2 separate regions of the Columba livia genome follow, and region 2 is linked to region 1. The links are chromatin contacts, called in public Hi-C maps. All regions are on one chromosome and are shown on one strand. Each heading gives the region's core, a stretch centred on a gene start, on an enhancer-like site or on the middle of the called end of the contact. The rest is flanking DNA. Distances are from core to core; before and after follow the strand shown.

What was found. A called contact is a pair of places that touch in the nucleus more often than the background predicts.
Region 2: a Hi-C map of liver shows a contact between it and region 1, with 3 times the contacts expected there. The contact joins the promoter of DLX5 here to the enhancer-like site in region 1. A contact is called at or near these places in 2 of 2 Hi-C or Micro-C datasets (crop and liver).

What each region holds. Positions count from the first base shown.
Region 1 is chr2:27,149,052-27,156,834 of bColLiv1.pat.W.v2, forward strand. DYNC1I1 (dynein cytoplasmic 1 intermediate chain 1) reads left to right here. Exons shown (of 16, transcript XM_065051126.1): 14 at 3,666-3,806. Among named protein-coding and RNA genes, the nearest start is that of SLC25A13, 130 kb to the right of the region's middle. Within about 2 kb of position 3,445, at least 3 of the 3 cell types and tissues checked have an H3K27ac peak away from gene starts, as active enhancers do.
Region 2 is chr2:27,535,634-27,543,416 of bColLiv1.pat.W.v2, forward strand. DLX5 (distal-less homeobox 5) reads right to left here and starts at 5,128. Exons shown (of 3, transcript XM_005504917.3): 1 at 4,529-5,128; 2 at 3,220-3,404; 3 at 2,273-2,964. The coding sequence starts at 4,883. The coding sequence ends at 2,632. It overlaps LOC135578442 (a long non-coding RNA gene), which reads left to right and starts at 41. Exons shown (of 3, transcript XR_010470027.1): 1 at 41-1,266.

The DNA of each region.
Region 1 (7,783 bases), core at 2,195-4,694:
CAGTGGCAAAATTCCATTGATTCACTAGGGCCACATTTTCACCCCAAACCATCTTTGTTAGTAATAAGTAGATGTGGCCCAAGTTTGTCTGAAGATACTGCTTTAAACTATTTCTTCTGTTCTATTGAATAACAGAGTGGCTTGATACTTAAGAATGAAAGCTCATCAAGTTTAAATTTCAGTTGTTTTATAATAATAGCCATATGTTAGTTATAGATTGCGTAAGCCTGAAGTTTGGTAATTTAAAACTGCTTTAAAGTGACCTTTACATGGTTCCACATTTCAACATTTTCTAAAAGTGGTTGGTATCGGTCCTTACTCATAAATCCTTACATTAAAAGAATCTGCTGGCCTGGGCCCTTAGTTAACAGGCTTTACAGTAAGGAAGTCCTGCAAACATTTATATACACACTTAAACTTACAAATCGAGTATTCCCAATGAAATCAACAGAACTGCTCTCAGTGGGCAAAATCAGACCAGGATGAAATGTCAGCTTTAAAGAAAGATCAGTCGCAAGATGTGAAGCAAGAGGGACCTCCAGCCTGGCCCAACGCAGTTGGGAGGTTCTTCTGTAGTTAAAGGGTGCAAACCAACAAGACATAGTATGGGAAATACTTTATTTTTCCCCATCGAAAGCTATTTGAGCTGAGAGGGCAGATGTGCAGGGTGCACTATGGGGGCTGTAGCTCAGCTCCACCACTGCTGCCTGGCAGTTCCATACCCTCGGTCTTTCTCCATGTTTCTCCAAACACACTGCAGCTGATCTTGCCTTTTGCTTGGGCTGCTCACATGGCTGCCATTTCTTATTTCATTACAGCGCTCCACTCCCTGTTCATCTCCATTCACATCTCACTCCTTGCATGTCTGAGATCTTTCTCAAAAGCCATATTGTTCCTGTTGTTCAGATTTTCCCTCTAACTTCCTATCGGACTGAATATTGCCACTGTCACGGTAAAGGCAACACAGACTGCATATCTGCTATGCTGTTCACCTCAAACACTAGCACTCCAAAAATGTTTTTGTTTTGCTAACAGGGAAACTGAAGCACACCAGCTAAAACTATTTGCCATGGACTATATAGCATGTGAACCCCAAGACATAGCCTAGAACCAAATCTCCTGACCTTTCCTTCTAGCACCCTGGTATTTAGGCATGAATTGGAAAATAAACTAAAAAGAGCATAAAAAAGGTGTCGCACTCAAGATAAGGTCAAAACAAGTTTTGATATGTTGACAAAAAACAAATGCTGATTGAAATCTGCCCTGGGTTGATTAATATTTTAATAGTCCTCCGAATTCTGTTACTTCTGCCATGACATTACATGTTAAAGTGCTACACGAGCAGCGGATTTCCCATGAATAAGGAAAATCGCAGCCACCTAGCCGTGGACCTGATTTCCTTTCCCTTTGCTATAATATTGTGTTCAATGCCCATTTTTCCAGCATTTAGACAGTTTAAGTGTTTGAACCTAAATTAGATGTTTTCGGTGAAAATACACAGTACAACAGGTAGACATTGTGGATCCATATGGCCCAGTCCAAATACTATTTCCCAGCTCACAGCTGAAAAGATTCACTTTGAAATTTCCTACGAAATACCTCTGCCGCTTCAAAAGCTTAGTCTTCCTTTGGCTCTCAACCCTGCAAATGCTTTAGCACAGGCATGTAAGCCAGGCCACTAACACGTGTAAATAACTCCACTGGTACTTATAATATACTAAGCAGATACATATATTTGGAGAACAAGACCTTGTTTAGGTAAGAAAACATTATTGTAATTTTTTTTCCTTTTCTTTTGCAAAACTCCAGCTTTGGAAAAGAAATAATAATGTTACGTAAATTTGAGGTAACAAACCCAAGCTCTAATTTCATTTTATTGTCACACAAACCAAAATGTTTGCTATTCTTAGGAAATGCGCAAAAAACATTAGGCCAGTTGTGAAAATCTGTGACCTGGTCCTGTAATCATTCAAAATGTCTTTTATGAATTCAAAAACTGGCCTATAGAACCTGATCCCTTTGTATCTTCAGTATGTTTTCAAAGGATTAAATCTCAAGATACTTTTTATGGGATTTTTTTGTACTACCTGAACAGAAATATTTCTTAAATTATTTACAACACAGTACTGCAATAAGAACAGGACACGCGTGTACTCGCCAGCACAGCAGTACAGAGATGGGCCTGCACACAGCCCCCTCCACGTGCACTCACACCCCCCTCCACGTGCGGAGCTGCCGCACTGCACCCCCGACACCCAACGAAGCACCACGTAGTGCGGGAGGACCGAGAACAAAACTGGTGGTATTAAACAGATCGCTTTTATGCTTGAAATTAATAATATACAAACGAAAAGCGATATAATAATTGCAATCAATCGCTCCGCCCTTTTTTTTTTTTAATAATACACGGCGACGCAACGCACTGCAGGCGTTCCCGGCAGCGGTTCCTTTGTAAAATCACAAAATGTTAAGGATTGGAAGGGACCTCGAAAGATCATCCAGTCCAGTCCCCCTACTGGAGCAGGAACACCTAGATGGGGTTACACAGAAATGTGTCCAGGTGGGTTTTGAACGTCTCCAGAGAAGGAGACGCCACAACCTCCCTGGGCAGGGGTGCAGTCTAGAGGCACCTGAGCGAGATATCCCATAGGTAGGACTCGGACGCTCAGAAGGGCACCCCGTGTGGCGCTGTGTTTCTCGCAGGAGTCCCCGGAGGGGCCGGCTGGTGCTGCGGGTGCTCGGCCGGCTCTCCCGGCCCGCTTGCCGGGAGGCAGCTGGCGGCGAAGGGCGGGGGGAAGACCCTCGGAGAAGCCCCATTGTTTAGGTTTGTGTCACAAGCCATGAGACTACTTAATTTCTTTCATCTCTGGAGTTTTCATTATCATTCAAATTTCATTTTCCATTAATTGATCGGGGATTAGCGAAGCCATTATGCAAAAATTAGTCAAGCCAGAGGCGATGAATAATTCATGATAGACAATTACACTTCTGTTCCTGCGGTACTTCCTAACTTCCCTCCGACTTCCCGCCTGCTGGAGCGGGCAGCCCTCGCTCCCGGCCGCGGCGGTGGGCCCGGCGCCCCGGCAGCACGGCGGGGCCGCCCGGAGCGAGGCCCGGCGAAGGGAAGCCGGGCCCTGCGGCGAGACGCGGGGCCGGGCCGGGGGGTCCGGTGCGGGCGGTGGTCCCGCCCGCCGCTAGGTGGCAGGCGCCGCCCGCGGTGCGCGGAGGGGCCGCGGAGGCCGCCGCGCGGTCCCCGCCGATCTCACGATCGTTATCGGGTGCGACCGCAAGCGCGGTTGGCTCGGGCGGGCGCGGCGGTGCCTGCCTGCCTGCCTGCCTGCCTGCCTGCCTGCCTGCCTGCCTGCCTGCCTGCCTGCCTGCACCCCCCGCCCCCGCGACGGGGTGCCGGTCGGGAGCGGGAGAGGCCGCGGGCGCTCCCCCCGCCCCGTCACCCGCGCGTCCCACACCCCTCACGCCGGGCATCTCATTTATCCCACCGGACAGTTGTTGCCCCATTAAAGCGCAGTCCCACCCTTCGCGAGGACCTTTCATCTGGGGAAGTTTTATGACACTTTGTAAATGTGCAAAGTTTTTAATTAGACTCGCCAGACAGCCCCAGGCAGCACTAGCGCCACGAAGTCTTCATGCTTCTCTCTGCTTTACAGCACAACAAGCCGCTCTACTCCTTTGAAGACAATGCCGACTATGTCTACGATGTCATGTGGTCGCCAGTGCATCCCGCGCTCTTCGCCTGCGTGGACGGGATGGGGCGCCTGGATCTGTGGAACCTGAATAACGACACCGAGGTGAGGCGGCGCGGCGGCCCGACGGCGGCCGGTGCTGGGAAGGCGCGGGCGGGCGCCGGGCGAGACCTTAACCCTCTGAGGGCCGGTGGCGCTGCCGAGCACCCCCTCGCTACCCCCCCCGCCGGGGGTCTGCGGGGGCGCCGGGCTTCCCTCAGGGCGCGGGGAGCCCGGCGTCGGCTGCCGCCCGCGCCCCGGGGCGCGGCGGGGAGGGCAGGTCCCGCTGCCGGGGGCGCCTGACCGCCCCCCTCTACCGCCCGCCTTCCCTCCCGCCTCCCTCTCTCCCTCCCCCGCGGCGGCGCTGCTGCTGCTCTGGGTACCTGTCGGGCATGGGGAGGGCCGGCTCCGGCACCCCCGGCAGAAAGCCAACACAAATAGCCGCGGTGCCGGAGTCTCCCTTCCCTCTCTGTTATTTCAAGGTGCAGTTTTAAACCGCGCCCGTTTTCTAGTTTGGGGTTTTTTTTTGCCCCCCCTTTTCCCCCTCCCCGTTGAGCCAGGAGCTTCAAACGCGGCGTTGCCGCTGCCTCCCCTCGCCGGGGCGGTCACAGCTTGGCAGCCCTGCCAGCGGCCTGGGCCCGCTGGCCTCCGCGCTCCCGAGCTGCCTAGTCAGAGGCTTCGTTTCCCTCCCTATTTACCCTCTGCTCCGAAATCTCTGGAGATTATAACTTGCAAGCCCCGTCCCGGTACCTCCTGCGTGTCAGAAACCCAACGTGCCCGGGTCCCTTCCCTCACCTCCCGCCTTTCTGAGCCGCTGGCAACGCCGCTTGAGGCTTTTTTAAGCACGGGGCATCACTCTCACGTTATTTGCGATTTCACACCCTCACCTTTTTTCTTTTTTAAAATTTGCAGCGAAAATTAACGGCGTAAATGAAAATGAAAAATAACAAGTTTATTTCCCGTTGCTGTTAAGTAAATAACAGGGACCACTGGGAAGGAGACGTCACATCTTTGAATTTTGCTGATGAGAAAGGATTAATCAGCTTTTTTCAAAGACTGAGAATGATAAATACTGCATTTTTTAAAGTCACTCTCTAGACGTACCAAACACCCCTTTTTCCTCCCATTATTTCAGATTTTTGAAAATGCTGCAGACTTACATATATATATATATATAAAATTTATTTTTTAATTTGAATTTGCTTTGAAAATGGTTTTGAGAAAACCCGTCACATTGCTGGAGGTCAGTCTTAGATGTCCAGCATCAGTGTTCAGCACAAGAATCAAAATATTTTTCCACATCCGAAGTCTTGTGTATTTTCACTTGATGCCACGTAAAATTAAGAACAAATGAGACTTAAAAAAAGTCACGTATTAGCTGACAGCTTCTTTGTATTTCCAAAAAAGAGAAAACCAAAGAGCAAGTAGCAGTATTTCCCGCCATACACCTTTTTACAATTTGAATTATTTATCTTTTTTTTTTAAGATCAGTTTGATCATTAATATGCCCTTCATGTAAACATGCTGTACATTTCACACAGAGTAAAATACGGGCGCCTTTTATGGCTTCCAGTGAGTGGTGTGTGCCATAAATAAGCAGAGACAGGTAAGAGGAACCAGCACCGGGCGCTGCATTGTCAAGGGGAGCAGAGAGGCCTTTTGAAGTGCTCTGAGCAGGAAGCTGCACAGCCTTTTTAATTAGAGCACATACAGCTGGAGGATATACAGGAGGAGTCTCCTCAGAATTTATTTTGGGAAGGGAGGGACATATCCTTCAGGTGTTCTCATTAATGCAGGCTTAAACACAGAGCATAAAACCAGCATTTTAAGAAGAAAAAAAAAATAACCCTTTCCCCCCAAATACCAGGACTGAAATTCTGCGCTGCTTGAAATCTACTGATGTCTTGCCATTTAATTCAATGAGACCACAATTTCTTTCCAAAAAGTTACTATGGACCGCTTGATCCCATTCCCATCAATAATAAGGCTGTATGTGGAAAACTGCTGATGTATTTCAGCATGTTTACATATAAATACGTAGGAACATCAGAAAAAAAAGAATAATTTCAAGCTTGATCCTGCTTTTATTCTGCATGCAGGGCCACCCCTGATTTCAGAAATGATTTCCACTCTGAGAGGTCAAAATCAGCTCTCGTGTAAGGATCGGGCTGGAATTATTTCCATGGTATCCAAGCTTTGTATTTTTATAAGAATTGATTTTGGGTCTCTGGAGGCAGAAATACCATTTGGTTTCCTTACTGAGCACTGATGAAACAAATTAAAAAATCTCTGTAAATGATAAACTGGCAGAATCTGAATAGACGTGAGGTTTTGTTATGTGGGAGAAGCAGCAAAAGTACCACTGAAAGAGAACTGTAAGCAGTTCTTTTAAACATCATAACTGAAAGTGATCGTTGTTTGCTTTTACCCTCTATCTGGTAGGTCATAATTAGTTCATAATTTTCAAGCTTTCTGTAATTGATTGTGCCGTTTAAGTCTGCACTGGTATTTGCTAAGAAAAAGTCCTTGTCAGCACTTTTGCCTTTGTAATAAGAAATCTTGAGAGACCTATGTTTTAGATCATTATTAATTTTAGATGTCAGATATATGATGTCAGAGTATTTGTGAAGACAGTAGAAAATGACAGTTATATGAATGTGTTTAACTGCTAGCTATTGATAAATAGCTTTGCATAAAAACTAGGTCTGATTGTTATTAATGAGACCGGGTTTTGTTTAATTTGGGAAATAAGCCATATTATTATTTAGGTATTATTTTGTAAACCAATGAAGAAAATACCTGGTTTTAGTTACAATATGCTACCTTCACATTTTAAACTCTGTGTTACTCCCCATATTTATTAAAAACATTTCTCCCAAGAGTTAGATGCTTTCTAATCAAAACAACTAAAATCAGATGACTGTACTGTGGATTTAATCAATCTAATTATTCTCAAAATCTCACTGTAAAGTAACAAGGGTATCGGTGTGCTTCATGTTGGTCTGTGGATACCAGAAATTCTTTTCGTAACAGCAGTGAAAGTCATCCTGTTTTATTTTATCTTTAATAAATGAATATAAAACACTTAAAAAAAATCCTTCCCCACTCCTTCATTCTTTTGCAAACTGAATATCATTTTTATGGATCAGTATAGTGAGGTTTGCAGATCAAATGCTGATTTCTTATTTTTGAGTCTGTAACATTTCTTTTTTGATCAAGAGTGAGTGTCTCCAGGTTATTGACGAGTCTTATTTACCTATGAACTGATATTAAACTGACTTACCAAATTGCTTATTTCTGCTGTGTTGTATCCAATTCATGTGTTTGTTTGGTGTTTTCTGCACCAAAGCACCTAAGCTTTGAGAGCGTGAATATGGTGCCTATTTCTAGAAATAGATAACAGATGTATTTGCAGGCAGGTTTTGACACTACATAAGCAGCAAGAAAAGTAAAAAAAAAACAAAAGGTATATTCTTATCATGCAGGTTTTTCTGACTGCATCTTTCTTAATTGGTTACCTGTTAAAATCTCATTTGAAAATTGCTAAAAATCTGACAAGCACCAACTTCAGAGAATTTATAAAGTGTTTCAAACATGATTTTAAAAACATAATTCTACCATTATAAACTAAAGTCTTATCTTTGAGATCTAAAATAAGCATGTGTAATTTAACCTATCACTATTGAGAGCAGACAAATCTATTTTAAGGTACTATAGTTTGACTATATTTCTGTGTCACTGGAGAAAAGACTTTTTATTTAGATTTTTAAAGACTGTTTCATTATCGCTTTTTTTTTTTGTTAGGTAGTTTTGTGGAATAATAACAGGATTTTACAAAACCATTGGGTTTTGAAAAAAAGCATGGGTTGTGTCTTGTGTCTGCAGCATGTGTGCTGCTTATTTTTATGTGGAACACTGGAAGAATGCTGTATTAACAAAAAAATCCAGTTCTAGAGTTATGTATTTCAGCCTTCTAAAAGATTTTGTGAAAATTCAGTGCCTTAAATACACGCCGTGTGTATTTGTGTATGAAACAAATATCT
Region 2 (7,783 bases), core at 3,878-6,377, 390 kb after region 1:
GAGAGGGAAAAAAAAAAAAAAAAAAAACAACAAGCCCCGAGCCAGCAATCCACTGAGCCCAAACTCGGCGTCAGACAAAGGACAGTTCATCCCATCCCTCTCCCGGGGAGTCAAGAGAGGAGGCCCAGACAAGCCAGGGTTCCCCAGGCCGCCGCCAGAACCCCGGGGGTGCGCCCGGGCGGGGAGAGGCGCCGGGGTGTGCCTGCCCCTGTGTATGACAGGGGGCACAGGAGCATCACCCCGGCTGTACCCCCTGGGTATGCACCGGGACTGGGGCCATGGCGACAGAAAGCCCCGGCGAGGGGCATTTCCTAGCCGGACCTGGCTGCTCTCTCCCGGAAGGGGTGCCAGGATCTCTCCGACCTGCCCAACACCACCTTGAGCTGGGAGGAGGACAAATTAAGCAGGGAGAGGAACCGGCATGGAAACCGAACCGAGCTGACTCGGAGCGGAGAGAGGTGCCAGAGCCCAGGCTGCCCGACCAGCGCCGGCGGAGTGAATTTCCATCACTGTCCGGCATCCCGCCTGCCTGGAGCTGCTGCTGCGCTGTCCGCCCGAGTCCTCCTGGCCCTGCAGGTTATCGTAGCCCCGCGGCAGCTCCTCCAAGAAAAGGGTGGGTGGACCGACCTGGGAAATAGCCTTCCACCTCTTGTGTCCAAGACTTTCGGCAAAAGAAAGGGACCTCGGGGAGAATCTGTTACTGCGGGTTGAAAGAAATAACATTAATGCTTGTCTAGAGGGAGACGAGGAAAAAAGGGAAGAAAATTAAAAGCTCTGGCTTTTTTTTTTTTTTTTCTTTCTTCTTCCACGGTGTGGAAGTTGTCAGAAGAGACAAAGCCGAGGTTTTCAGCCACCCCAGAGTCGCGGAAAGTCCCTGAAACCTTTCAAGTGAAATGAGCAGGAGCCGGTCCTCAGAGCCTCTGAGAGGACGCGGGGAGCGGCCGGGCAACGGCTGCAGGGCAGCCCGTTAGTCGGCAGCGGCCGCCGGGCAGCGGGCAGGGGTAGGCAGCCAGTGGGGGCCCCGGCCACCCTGTCTCCGGCACCCACGCACCCTCCCCGGCGTGCAGGGAGCAGCTTTACCGAACAAACTGTTCTATTGTACTGCAAGCCCTTTACCAACCCCCAAACCTGTTACAAAACAGCAACCCCGTGCTTCTTTCTTTGCGGAGAAGAAGACGCACACTCACGCACACGCACAAAACATGGCAGGCAGGAGCAGGGGGAGAAGAAAGGAGTGGGAGGGCAACAGGGAGGAAGACTAGACAGGTAAGTGCACCCCAGGGCAGGAGCGTCTCTTCTCAGGCCTCGCCTCCCAGCCCTGCCAGCGCTCTCCCCGCCATCCTCGGGTGACAGGGGGTAATTTTTTATCTCGGGGATCCTTCAAACGATGCCTTTGTCACTCGTACTGCTGCCGCCTTACCCCGCACGGCCGTGGATTCCCAGTGCGGCTCCCTGCTCCTCCCCTGGCGGCCAGGGAGAGGGGGGAAGTCCGCGGAAACGTGTGTAGTCATGGGGTCCCCACGGGCCCGTTGCTGCCGGGGAAAACCCGGGTTTTCTGCTGGGAGAGGGACCCACGCTCGGTGCGTGGCCGTGGGCAGCCCTCCGGCCGCCTCGCTGAAGCCGTGTCCCCATCCCCTCCCCGGTGCACCGGACAGAGCAAGTGACAGATCCGCCGCCCGGCTTTTTACCTGAATCGTGTAGAGAGAGAGAAACAAAAAATTAAAGTACCTCCGCGAGGTCCCTCCTTCAGCCGGAGCCGCCGCAGGCTTTTACCAGGAGCAAGGGGAGCGGGCCCCTCATTTTATCCTTTTCTTATATTTAGTGGCTCCCTTTGACGGAAACGTAATTTGTATAATTAGCCGAGTGCACACGGGCGACTGATGGGCTGTGGAGTGTGCAGCTCTCGACGCTAATTGCTCTCAGGAAAGGATTCAGGGCGGCTTAAGGCGAGAGATTTGCTTTCTAGCGTTAGGATGGGCAGCTTTCGCTTCAGCTTAAATCACTGTGCGATAAGGTGTACGCGATCTTGCAAAAGGCCCTTTTCCAGCGAGGAGAGAGCATCGCTGCCCTTTGGCTTGCCCGTGGGAACTTAATGTGGTCAGATCCTGTCAACACGCCCGGGCTGCGGTGGCAGGGAACGGCGCAGAGACCGAATGTAGGTGCCCAGGATCGGGCCCCTCAAAATTCCTCTTTCCTCACTCACTCTCTGCAAGCAATTTTGCATTATTCCCCCCCCTCCCTTATTAATAGCAGAAGGGGTAATTTGGAAACGTTTCTCGTGGTCGAAATAATTTTATTTTATTCAGAATATACAGTTTAATTCCTCTATCTACAATTATTTACAGGGTTAAAATAACATTGAAAAAAAGTCTCTGGAAAAGTTGAGGTCATAGATTTCAAGGCACCATTGATAGTGTCCACAGCTGAGCCAAAAAATGTCCGTATTTTATAAAAAAGGGTTTCCTTTGAAATGCAATAAGTTACATGCACAAGCTTTACACATTTTAATCTTTTTGTTTGTTTCTTTTCCCTTTAAAAAATTCCCCATATGCATTCCTTTTGTTATTATTCCTTAACAGTAAAACACAGGAGTCCAAGGAACAAAAAAAAAAAAAAAGGGGGGGTCAGACTCTAATAAATTGTCCCAGAGGCCAGCGCTAACGGGTGCTGTAGGGAGCCGTGGGGTTGGAGGTGGGAGTTGATGGAGTTGGCAGCGGGGTACCAGGAAGCGGAGCTCTCCAAGTAGCTGGATGCAGGGGACGGGTTGGAGTTTGGAGGGTGAGCGTGTGCGTGGGTATGGTGGCTGAGGGAACGGGACGACCCCTGAGGTTCCCAAACTGCAGGCGACTGTGGAGAGTTGCAGGCCATGGGGTCGCTGGAGCTGGGGCTGTGCTCCGGAGGCATCTCCCCATTCTTCATGATCTTCTTGATCTTGGATCTTTTATTCTGAAACCAAATTTTCACCTGGGAGGAGAGGAGAGGGGAAGAAAGAGGGAGGGGGGAGGGAAACCGAAACCATTAATGCCCGCCCGGCAAGCCGGCGCTCCGCGGCTGCAAGACCCGTTCCCCGTCGCCCTCCCGGCCCCTCCGCGGGGCCCGATCCGGCCCTTCCCGCCGCGGCCACCCGATCTCTGTGTCCCGCCGGGCCGTGCTGGGCCAGGCCGAACTGAGCCAGGCCGGGCCAGCCCCAGCAGAGCCAAACCAAGCCCAAAGCGGTACCTGTGTCTGTGTGAGCCCCAGAGAGGCCGCCAGCTCGGCCCGCTCGGGCAGGGCGAGGTACTGGGTCTTCTGAAACCTCCTCTGCAACGCCGCCAGCTGAAAGCTGGAATAAATAGTCCGGGGTTTGCGCACTTTCTTTGGTTTGCCGTTCACCATCCTCACCTCGGGCTCCGCCACCTCCTTCTCTGCATGGGTGCAAGGGCGGGAGAGAGACACAGACGCAGACGTTAAGGCGCGGGACACGGCTCCGCTCTGCTCAGCCTGCACCGCCGGCGGCGGCGTCCCGCCCGCGGGCCGGGCAGGGCAGCGGCGCCGGCCCGACGGGCCCCCGCGGCTCCCCCCGGGGCTCCCGCCTCCGGGCCCCGCGCACCCTCCGCCAGCTCCCGCAGCGAGGCCCCGCTCCCTCAGCTCCGGCACTTGGCCGCCTCCGACCCTCCTCCACCCCCCGCGACCGCCCGGGCATCCTCCGCGAAGGGCGGCGGCGCCGGGCGCGCAGCGCTGCGCGGGCGGGAGCGCGGGGCATGCGCGCCCGCCGCGGGAATTAGGAGGATTATTGGGGCCCTGCTGGGAAGAGGCCGGCCCGGAGCGGAGCCCTACCCAGGGCACCGACCGCTTCCCCCGCATGCCCGCGCCTTCCCCTCGCTGCCGCCGGCGTGTCTCCATGGGCCACCGCGGCCGCGCTCGTCCCAGCCAAGCCCCAGCCACTTGGGTTGGCTACGGGCTTACTTTATTTTTTCCCTGTCTCTGTCCCTTCCACTCCCTCCCCCCCCCCGCCACTTAGAAGTAAATGGAAAGCGCTAAAAACGCGGAGTTTTCTGGTAAAAAACCCTCCCGGCTTCGCAGCCCCGCCACGGCTGGGCTCCCCCTCCCTGTCTCCTCCCCCGCCCCTCCAGCACAGGGGAAGGAAACTTTCTTTGCCACCGCGAACCCGAGTTTGAGACACGCAAGAAGCCTCGGCTATTTTCCCCCTGTTCTTGCGGAGGGAAGGAGCGAAGCACTTGAGCGATGTTTGCTTCTCTAAAGCACTAGCCCTAGGATTTGAGTTTAACACTGTGCAGGCTGGTCAGAAAACCTGGACCCAGCTTTTATTTTATTTTTTTTTTTTAATCTTCCCTTTTAAAAATTGTTGGATTGTTTGCTTTTTTTCCTTTTTTTTTTTTTCTTTTTAAATATATTTCTCCCTGTGGTTTAGGGAAAGCTCCATCCCCGCGGTGCACAGGGCAGGGAAGGGCGATTTGGCGGGCCACGCTCTCCCAGCTTGCCCACCGCCGCAGAAGCCCCCCGCACGTCCCCAGCCCCCGGCTCTCACCTGGCTGGCTGGCGGAGCTCTGTACGCGGTTGTATGCCCCGCTGTACTGGTGGTAAGGGCTGGCGTAGCTGTAATCTGCATAGGCTTTGGCAGGATAGTTCCCAGCAGATCCGTTCATGCCATGGTACTGATACTGGTAAGGGTTGAGCGCTTTGCCGTAGGAAGCCGAGGTAGGCGAGCAGTAGCCGTGCGGGGCTCCCCCCGCCGGGCTGTAGTAGTCGGAATCCGTAGCCGAGGACTCGGGTAAAGTGGGAGATTCCTGGGACGGGTGGTGCATGGCTGCGGCCGTCTGGAAAGGACCCTGGAAGTCGCCGGATCTGATGTTGGAGACCCTTCTGTCAAATACTCCTGTCATAGCTCGGAGCCGGCGACTGGCTGGGGCTGGCTGCTGGGGTTGCTCGGGTCTAAGCAGACATGTCTGGGGGAGGAGGCTGCGGCGCTCTGTCTGTCTCCGGCAGACTGCTGGCTGGGGTGCAGCATAGGCTTGGTTAAATCCTTAATTGCGCTCTTACGCACAGCAGGGTGGATCGGGTTCCATTGGCCAGAGCAATCGGGAGCAGCGACACCCTAACTCGTCCAACTAGTTTAGCACAACAAAGCTTTGGCTTAAAAAAGAAAAAAAAAAAAAAAGAAAAAAAAAAGAAAAAGAAAAAAAAAAAAGTCCCATTCAAGCTCCTTTAAAGTGAATACCAACAGCAATCTCCGAGCCGGAGCGTCGCGATGGGAAGGTTTCCGGCTCCCCTCCTCCCTCCTCCCCCCGCAGCCGGCGAGGGGCTCGGCCAACCCCGCAGCCCCGGGGGCGCGCAGCCCCGTGCCCCCGCACCTCCGGCCCGCAGAGCCCCGGGAAATGGCCGTAGCCACGCCGCTCGGATTTGGCGTCCGATCCCTCTTGGCTACGCTGATGGCTTGGGAACAACGCACAGGGCGCTCCTGGTTCCCAACTCGATTTCTGATCTGGTGGCGATAACCATTAGCGTCTAACCATGGTGGTTTCACTCGGATTGTCCTCCCTCTCCGGGAGGATGCCGTCCATGACCTCCGCGTTAAATAAAGCAAATCACATTACCCCCTAAAAATCCTGAATTTTAGTTACATCATTTCCTGCGTCGAAGACCCTAACACGGCCCGGAGACAGGCAGGAGCGTCCCGCCAGGACGCCCTGTCATGGGGATGTGGGGAAGCTGCTGGGGACGCTGGTGGCACCATACGGCATAGGGGCACCCACTCCGTGTGTTTCGCGAAAGGCGACCTGGCTGTGGCACGATGCCCGTGGGCGGAGATCTCCCGGCCCCCCGGGCAGTGCCAGCGCCCCTCCAGATGCGCCTGTGGCCGCTCGGCCCCACGCGTGGCCGCTCCTCATCGCCCCGCGGTGATGCTCAGCGTCTGGTCCGGCTCCAGCCCAGGGTCAGATGCCCGTCACGAGGGGAGCTCAAATCACCCTCACGCGTGGGCAGGACCACTCGGAGGCCGTCGCAGAGAGCCCACTTCCCTAGTAACAGGCCCCCAGAAGCGGCTGGCGCTGTGCAGGGATGTCCCGTCCCCCCGCAGCACCCCGACCAACCTCACCCTCCTCCTCCAGCACCCGTTTTTCCGCGCCCGTCTGCGCACCCAGGTTCCAGGCGATGGGCTCTACGGCCGGGCCGGGGCGAGCCACGGACTGGTGATGCCCGTCCCTGGTGATTTTACAGCAGGGTTGCAAAAAAATGGATCAGATTTAACTAGACACTAAGGAAAACAAATAAAAGGCTGTTTTCAGTGACCTGGAGTTGTAGATTTTTCTGAAGTTGTTTACTCTCCAGATTTAGCTTGTTTGCTCACCGAAGATCTCCTAGCCAGCTGGGTAACACTTGTAACACAACCATGCATGTTGTACTTGAACTTATTGTTTGCTTTGGAAATGTCCACAGCTCATATAAAATCGCATTAAACAAATCCCTAAGCATTTCATTATATGAATCACTTACTTAAATTCATTGGAAATATCTCTCCCCCTCTTTATTTTTTTCCAAAGAGAGGAACCGGAGAGGGATATATGTTTACGACTGGGGTGGGGGAAATAAGTTTATTAATAATAAGTTTATTAAAGCTCCCAATTTGCATCCAGTTGGAAGGGACAGGGGGAGCGTGTCGGGGGGAAGCCCATTTATGTCATAAATTCCATGGCACTGCACTTCAACACGTCCGGGCAAGAAGGTGCCGTTTGAAGGGAGAAAACAGGAGAAGACCTGGGCGCTGGTATCGCACCCAGCCCCGGCAGCGGCCGGAGACGCGGCGGGTCCCGGCCAAGCCATCCTGACAAGCTGTTTTTGCAGCTCACCGGGGAAATTTGGGTCGGTTTCCTGCAGGAGAGAAAGCTTGCTCTTGTTTTATTCAGAAGCAAAGCAGGGAAAAGAAAAAAAAGTTTCGATCTTACAAGAAAAAAATAGTCAGAAATCCACCAGATACAACCACAAAACCCCCAAGCTGATTTTTTTGAAGGCATCTGCAGCCATTGTAGTCCGTGAGAGGATTACCGAGCTGAGGGCATACAAATCCCCCTGTTTGCGGGTTTCCTGCCCCCCGTCCTTCCCAGCCCGAACCCGATTTTCTTGACTTTCTGCTGTTTTTTTCCCCCAGCGGTTTTTATTTAACACATCCGGTGGGGAGCGAGCGTTTCAGAGGGAGCCGGAGTCTGTTTTCTATTTCACAATATGGTCATTGTTTACCGGCACATGCCCGCCGCGCCGGCTCAGCGCCTGCCCAGGGCCCCCGCGTCCAGCCGCGGCCCTTTCGGGCCCAAGCCCCGCTCATCCGCGGAGGGGGGCCCGGGGTTGCAGCCGGTCCCGGGACACCGGGTGCGCGGGCGCCGCGGCCGCCGCGGCCGCGGACACGTCGGAGCGCTCGGCGTCCGTGCCCGTGACAAGAGCGCCACGGCGTGGCCGCGCGGGGCGCAGCGCCGCCGCGCTACCTGCGCGCCGCCCCCCCCGCCCCGCCGCCCCCGCCGGGGCCAGACTGAGCGGCGGCGGCGGCCGCGGAGCCGGGCGGCCCAGCCAGCGCTGTCCCCGCAGGGCACGGGGACCGGGGCGCGGGAGCCGCCGGGCCGGCGGCCGCGGCCGGACAAAGCGGCGATTGTTTCCGTGGCCCGCCCGCGCCGGGGAGCTGCCGCGGAGGCAGCGCTGGGGCCCCAAAACGAGCCCCTCGGCGGGACGGGGCGCTGTGTCCCGGCCAGTGCCCGCCGGCCGCTCCGCCCTGCCCCGGGCCCGGCTCGGGAGCACC